Linked DNA regions of Mus musculus: region 1 is linked to region 2. The links are chromatin contacts, called in public HiChIP or PLAC-seq maps. All regions are on one chromosome and are shown on one strand. Each heading gives the region's core, a stretch centred on a gene start, on an enhancer-like site or on the middle of the called end of the contact. The rest is flanking DNA. Distances are from core to core; before and after follow the strand shown. Region 1 holds the start of Slc46a3 (solute carrier family 46, member 3). Region 2 holds the start of Mtif3 (mitochondrial translational initiation factor 3).

Region 1 (3,714 bases), core at 913-3,412, 930 kb before region 2:
TGTTCTAGCCAATGGCGTGTGAGAAGTGGCTTTTACCCTCTCTGGGGTGAACCTTTTAGAGCTGGTATCAGCTCCATCAAGTTCCCTTCCCTCTCCCCTTGTGGCAGTGATAGAGTTCAGAAGGACACTCCATCACCTTTGTCCCTGAGTGAACACAACAGGAAGTGAAGTTTCCCGGGACCCAAGGTGGACATGCAGCTCAAGTGACAGTTACTGTCCCACTAGGAGTAGATCACTCTCTAAGATCTTAGTGATCTTGGCCTCCTGGATTTTTATTTGAAAAGCAAACCTCTGAACTGAACACGTCACTCCTTGTGGTTAAGATCGTTAACAAGTGGAGAGATGACTCAGCGATTAAGGGCACTGACTGCTCTTCCAGAGGTCCTGAGTTTAATTCCCAGCAACCACATGGTGGCTCCCAACCATCTGTGATGGGATCTGATGCCCTCTTCTGGTGTGTCTGAAGACAGTGACAGTGTACTCATATACATAAAATAAAAATAAATAAATAAGAAGGAAGAGGAGGAGGGGGAGGAGGAGGAGGGGGAAGGAGGAGGAGGGGGGAAGGAGGAGGAGGGGGAAGGAGGAGGAGGAAGAGGAGGGGGAGAAGAGGAAGAAGAGGAGGAGGAGGAAGAGGAAGAAGAAGAAGAAGAAAGAAGAAGAAGAAGAAGAAGAAGTAAGAAGAAGAAGAAGAAGAAGAAGAAAGAAAGAAAGAAAGAAAGAAAGAAAGAAAGAAGAAGAAGAAGAAGAAGAAGAAGAAGAAGAAGAAGAAGAAGAAGAAAAATTGTCAACAAGAGGTTGGAAATCAATCAAACTCTGTAGATCAGCTAGCAGCAATGTTTGTTATTTTAGGCATATGAAGATTGTACAGTGCTGTGAAACTGTCAAGAGTGCGATGTTGAGAGTTACTTCCTCAATTCTCTCTGTGGCTATCTAGAGTCATCAGATCGCCTTCTCTCCAGTACAGAATATCCTTTTCTGCTAGTCAGCTCCTTTAGCCGCCCTTCCCACTCTGAAGCTGTTCCAGATCTGCCTCGAGAGAGGGTGGTTCAGTGGTTAGGAGCATTGCACCAGTACTCTCATCTGGGCAAAAATAGCCCATAGTCTGGAGTGTTACTCCTTTATCAATAAGGCTCTGGCCCACATCTGACCTTGATCTCTAGATAAGAGTAAGAGGCGCATTTGCAGGATTGTCCCCCACTTCCTGACGCAACCACTCCAGCCTAAGGTCTTCCTTTTTTGGACGGGTCCCCAAATCACAGAACTCTCAGCTTGCTTCTCTTCCTCAGGAAGTAACCCCCTATCAGCTGCAGGTGTGCTCCAGCTGTGCGCGTTGGCGGCCATTAGCGGCGGTCCTACTGTCTAGGGTGTTGCCATGGCTTTGTGAGACTTACTTACATCTTCTCAACAGAGAAAGAGCCGACTTTCAGAGAGATTTAACAATCCCCTCCCCCGCAACTCAGCAGGGGTGGCTGGAGAGAAGCTCACTAATGAAGAACACTTACTGCTCTGGGTTCCGTTTCTACGCTCTCAGGGCAGCTCACAACTGCCTGTAACACAAATTCTAGCACCATTTTCTGACCTCTGCTCGGCGTGGGCATACACATAAAATAAATGACTACGTAAAATGTAGTGAATATTTCGTTTAAATTTTCCCAAGGCCAACAACTCCCCTACTCGGAACTCTTCTCCTCTCATGAACTTTCAGTGTCTTCTCTCTCACATTGCTTGTGCAGACGCTTGCTGGGTCCACCGGAATGCTGCAGTGAACTGCAACCCTAGCGTATGACGTTTCCAACCACTTATTATTATCATCATTATTATCATTATTATTATTATCATTATCTGCTTTGGACAGGAGTCTTGTTATATCGTTGGGCTAGTCTCGAACTCTCGATCCAGATACCTATGACTCCACGGCGCTTCAGCGAAAACCAATAATCCTATCCAGATACGCTTAGCAGAACCTTCGCAGAGCTGCCGGGATCACCCAACTTGCCCAGCAACTCGGGGAGATTCAGCCGCTGAACCTTCGGGGGCGGGTGCAAGAGAATGACACTGCGCTAGACCAATCGCTACGGGGGCGCCGGCCGCCATACCCAATCACAAGCGAGCTAGGGAAGCGGGTGACAGCTCCGGCCGAAGATTGCCAGCTCTTGGCAGAGTGATGATGCTCGGCGGCCGAGTCACCACTAGGGCCCAAAGACCAAGAGTGCGGCGGCGCGGGGAGCGGCGGGGACTGAGTCCAGGGCCAACAGAGTCCGGGAGGTGCGCTTATTTCTCTTTGCCTTCTAACAGGGCTCGAGTGTCCCGTCCCAAGGGACGTCCCCCTGTTGCGGTCTAGCTCCACCTCGCTGCCCCTTCCTTTGGCTCTTCCCAGCTGGCGAACCGTGCTGAAAACCCGGGGGCGCTACGCCCCGCACTGGGTAACGGAGAACACAGTCCCGACTACGGTCCCACCTGTGCCTAGCCTAGCAGGAAAACTGTAACCGTGGGGTGAGTTTTAAAAACGAAAACAGAAACTAAACTCCCCTTCCGATCGGGAGCTGCTTTTTACAAGGCCCTTAACCTGCAGCCAAAATAATAGTAATTACATAACCTCCGGGTCCCCGGGTAACTTCATTGTTTACCTTATGGGAACCGGCCGGTGCTGTTCTGCTCAGCACTGTGAGCATTAGCTAAGCGGAGTCGGGGGCGGAGGTTGACTTAGTCCCTGCTCCTCGGAGAGAACTAGGGTACCCTCTCCCGGCAAGGGCACTCTCTCAGAAATCTGGAACTCTTTTTGCTTGCTAATGTTTGTTTATGACACATTGTTCCAACTTCCCCACTTTTGAGAATTTAGCCTCTGGGATAAAAAATCAACTGATGATTTCTATCCCCCCCCCCCACACTCGCCCCGTTTCTCTCCTCCCGCTTCCCGCTCTGCAATAGACTCGATCTGCCCACTTGAGCAATATGAAGATTTCATTCATAGAGCCCGCCATTCTCCTGAACGCGTTTGCTATGACTCTGACCATCCCGCTGACAGCGCAGTACGTGTACCGGAGGATCTGGGAGGAAACCGGTAACTACACCTTTGCTTCCAATAGCAATGGCTCTGAGTGTGACCAAAACAAAAGCAGCTCCATCTTTGCATTCCGGGAGGTAAGAAATTAAAATTAAAACCTCCCATCCTGGAGTCACAGGGAATGGAAACAGGTTCCAAACCAAAGAGGCTCTCCAAGGTGTGACCACACACACACACACACACACACACACACACACACACACACACTGAAATTAAGCCACCTTCTCTCTGTTCCTATTTCGGTTAATAGTTCCTCTTGACACCTTTAATCTGGCTCTTTCTAACTCTCTAAGGCACCTCCACTCCTGTCCCCAATCCCCACCCACCTTGTGGGACCAACTCTTTTATCCTTAGGAAATCTCACTACAATCTCACCCACTCTTCCTTGGTCTCTTGAATAACAAAAGTCCAGAAAAACTGACCAGAGTCAGCTGCCTCCCATGGGGGCGGGGCAGCAATTGTTGAGGTCTGGAGGCAGCCTTAGATAAGATAAACTGGGCTCCCTGGAGTTGAGTCCTGCATCCACATCTGGGCTGGCGAGTGCTTACTTTAGCTCTCAGTAAAACCGTTTAGCTAGACGTGGTGGGGACTCGCTCGGTTCTGTGTGTATCTGACAAGAGCTTTGTCATCATTCTCATCATTCTTAT
Region 2 (3,338 bases), core at 518-3,017:
CCCCAGTCCCCTTCATTCTCTTTAAAAATCTTCTTAAAATCATTTTTATTTATGTTTATGTATGTATACGTGTGCCCATATCTCTGTGTGTACACCATGTGCGTGCAAGCACCTTTTAGGTAGTAAGAGGCCACTGGGGTTCTTGGAACTGGAGTTACAGGCAGTTCTGCATGCTGGGAACAGGATCCAGCCTCTCTGAAAGAGCAACACCCTCTTAACCACTGAACTATCATCCCTCCACTGAGCTATCATCCCTCCACTGAGCTATCATCCCTCCACTGAGCTATCCCTCCAGACTTCTTTTTACATTCTTGATTCTGATCAGGGTGTAATGATGGGACGAGTCATGTATCTTCTCCATGTTCAGTCTCCTCATCTATAAAATGGGCAATGATGGGGCTGGAGAGATGATGGCTCAGCGGTTAAGAGCACTGTTCTTCCGAAGGTCCTGAGTTCAAATCCCAGCAACCACATGATGGTTCACAACCATCCGTAATGAGATCTGATGCCCTCTTTTGGGGTGTCTGAAGTGTACTTATATATAATGAATAAATAAATCTTTTTAAAAATGGGTAGTGATGGCAGTGTATCATGAGGGTGTCTTGAGGATTAAACTAACTCAATACAGGCTAAGTGTTTAGAACTGTGGTGCTTATGGAAACTTTATCACAAATGTGAGCACTTACAACTGTTATGGACCTGTCTATCCAAGAGGTGGTCTCCACACTTTATTTGCACAACTATGCTTCTATCGTCCCATGGAGGACTAATGCTGGCAGAATAAAAAGTATCTGTAATTCTTCATTTCACTTAGGAATGGCTGACATGCAGAGCCCAGCCCTGGCCTTTGGATCATAAAGAATTGCTTCAGCTTTTGCCTGTCACAGATACAAGGCTCATGGGCCAGAGGCTGTGATCTGATGAAGAAAGGGAGACTTGGATGCGGCTCTAAAGCTATTTAAGGATGACCCAGGTTCCTCACCTGCAATAAAAGGATGGTATTTTGATGTACCAGTAATAGTTGCAATCAGATATTACCCTGATTGAGTTATTTGGTGAGGATTAAACAAGACAAGATGTATAAATTATATGTTATAGACACGTAGTCTGTAAATGAGGGACATTCAGCGGCTTCTCTAAGGAGTTCCCTGTTGAAGAATGGGGAAAAGCAGGGACTTAACGCCAAAGTAGGGGACAGTCAACAGCTTGGTAACAAGGGTGCAGGGCCCCAATAGCCTGAAAGTGCAACACCCAGGGGCTCGAAGTTTCTGACCATCCTCTTGCCTGACTCTGGCCAATGCGGTCAATCATCCCACATGTGGGTGGTCTGTTATGATTTCTCCCAGTTCTGACAGTAATCGAACCTGAATCCATCTCTTTTTCTCAGAAGAGAGCAATCTTGAGAGCGAGGGTTGCACCCTGCTACCCAGCTAGAGCTTCCACTAAACCAGATCCGCAGGTGGCAATAGTTTAACACCGCCCTGCAGTTGTCTAGCACTGTAGAAGGCATTATTCAACATTATTAATGTAACTGGCGGAAGCGATGCAGTGACTGTTCCAGGGACTCTATATTTTAGCGTTCACTTGGCCTTTGGAGCAGCAGGTTAGTAGCAAATCTCTCAGTTTCACTCAGGCCTGCTGCACGATTCTTTTTTTTTTTTTTTTTTTTTTTTTTTTTTTTGTCGGAGGGCTTTATTCCATTAGTGGAATCCGCAGGCCGCAGCTGCACCCTCCCTTTAAGGGACTCAGGAAGTTCCGCCTGCTACGGAAGCCGACGCGGTGCTCCGGCGGAGTCCAGGTACGGACCTGCTAGTTCTTCCTGCTCGCCTACCCCGGCCCAGGTAACGCTGAGGTGAGGGCTTGGCGACGGGGCTGAGGTGGGAATGCATGTCCTGGGAACATTCTGTGCAGAGAGCCCTCCGTGGACGTGGGGTGGCGGCAGCACCAGCCTTCGGAGTCGAGACCAGTTGCCGAGCTGCCAATAATCACTTGCTCGCCAGCCTAGCCAGTTTCGCTGTTTGTGTGCGCGCGCACGCTCCTTCCACGGATTTGGGGGGCAAGGTGGGGGCGTAGGACAACTGGCATCCTGGTGGCATGGCGTCCTGGTGGGCGTGTCTGCTGCGGACCCCTTGTGAGCGTTTTGGGATTTTTTTTTCCTTTAATTTTTGATGTTTTTGCAACAGGGTCTCACTATTTATCTCTGGCTGTCCTGAAACGCACTCGGTAGACCAGTCTGACCTCAAACCTATAGAAATCCTCCTGCCTCTACCTCCGAAGTGCTGGGATTAAAGGCGTGCACCGCTCGCCGTGTCAGGACTTTTGAAATTCCTTCCGGAATTGAAGGTGAGAGAATTCAGTCATAGGATGAAGCCAACGTCATTTTCGCAAAATATGGATTCTACTAGAACCCATCCTTTCCTTCGGGAGTGAATATAAGCCCTCAATATGTCAATGTGAGCTTGTGATTATGAAGTGTAACGATTCAGAAAAAAAGTAAAGAAATAAGTGGTAGAAATAAGCTCCCGTCAGGCCATATCCCGTCAGGAATAAAGCCTTATCCCTCGGAGGCAGAGGCAGAGGCAGGCTGATCTGTGAATTGGAGGCCAGCCTGGTCTCCATAGTGAGATCCTGTCTCAGAGAGAAGGAAAGAAAAAAGAAATCAGTATCATTAGGTTGAAGAGCTGCTCAGTAGGCAAGGCAGAGTTCAGTGTCTGGAACCTAAAGGTGGAAGGAGAAAACTCAGTCCACAAGGTTGTCCTTTGACCTCCACACTGGCACCATGGCATGGGTGCCCAGACACATCAGACAGACAGGCAGACAGACACACAAGCACCCTTACCCACTGAGCCATCTGGCTGGCCCTGAATCTTTGCTTAGTATTAGATAGTGTAGGCTGTGAGCATAGTCAACACGTTTCCGAGTTAACTGATACAGTTTCATAATTTTTAGTGTTGTGAAGGCTGCACTGATGAATAGTGTTAGTGTGTTTAGGCTCACTTTAGAAATTATTGGAACTCCCGTACTAATCACAAGCCATAATTTATTATTTATTATTACTGTTGTTGTTGATATTGTATTAGGAAACTCAAGTTTGGAACTCAAGTAGCAATTTTAAAAATAAAACATTGTAATACATTACAGCTTAGAGATACTCTAATTGGGTTCATACTGAAGAATGTTAGCAGAAAAGTATTGAAAGGTTTTTTTGTTTGTTTGTTTTTTGTTTTTGTTTTTTTTCGAGTCAGGGTTTCTCTGTGTAGCCCTCCTGTCCTGGAACTCTGTAGACCAAACTGCCCTTGAACTCAGAAATCCACCTGCCTCTGCCTCCCGAGTGCTGG

What was found. HiChIP or PLAC-seq counts read pairs in DNA pulled down with a chosen protein or histone mark.
Region 1: an H3K4me3 HiChIP or PLAC-seq map of bone marrow-derived macrophages shows a contact between it and region 2, with 5 times the contacts expected there. The contact joins the promoter of Slc46a3 here to the promoter of Mtif3 in region 2. A contact is called at or near these places in 6 of 39 promoter capture datasets (the 3T3-L1 cell line, embryonic stem cells, liver and 3 more), 2 of 484 Hi-C or Micro-C datasets (B cells and CD4 T cells), 2 of 115 datasets of contacts at active chromatin or transcription factors (bone marrow-derived macrophages and thymic regulatory T cells) and 1 of 9 other capture datasets (adipose tissue).

What each region holds. Positions count from the first base shown.
Region 1 is chr5:147,893,263-147,896,976 of GRCm38.p6, reverse strand. Slc46a3 (solute carrier family 46, member 3) reads left to right here and starts at 2,162. Exons shown (of 6, transcript NM_027872.4): 1 at 2,162-2,496; 2 at 2,932-3,144. The coding sequence starts at 2,956.
Region 2 is chr5:146,962,226-146,965,563 of GRCm38.p6, reverse strand. It overlaps Mtif3 (mitochondrial translational initiation factor 3), which reads left to right and starts at 1,767. Exons shown (of 4, transcript NM_001256102.1): 1 at 1,767-1,841.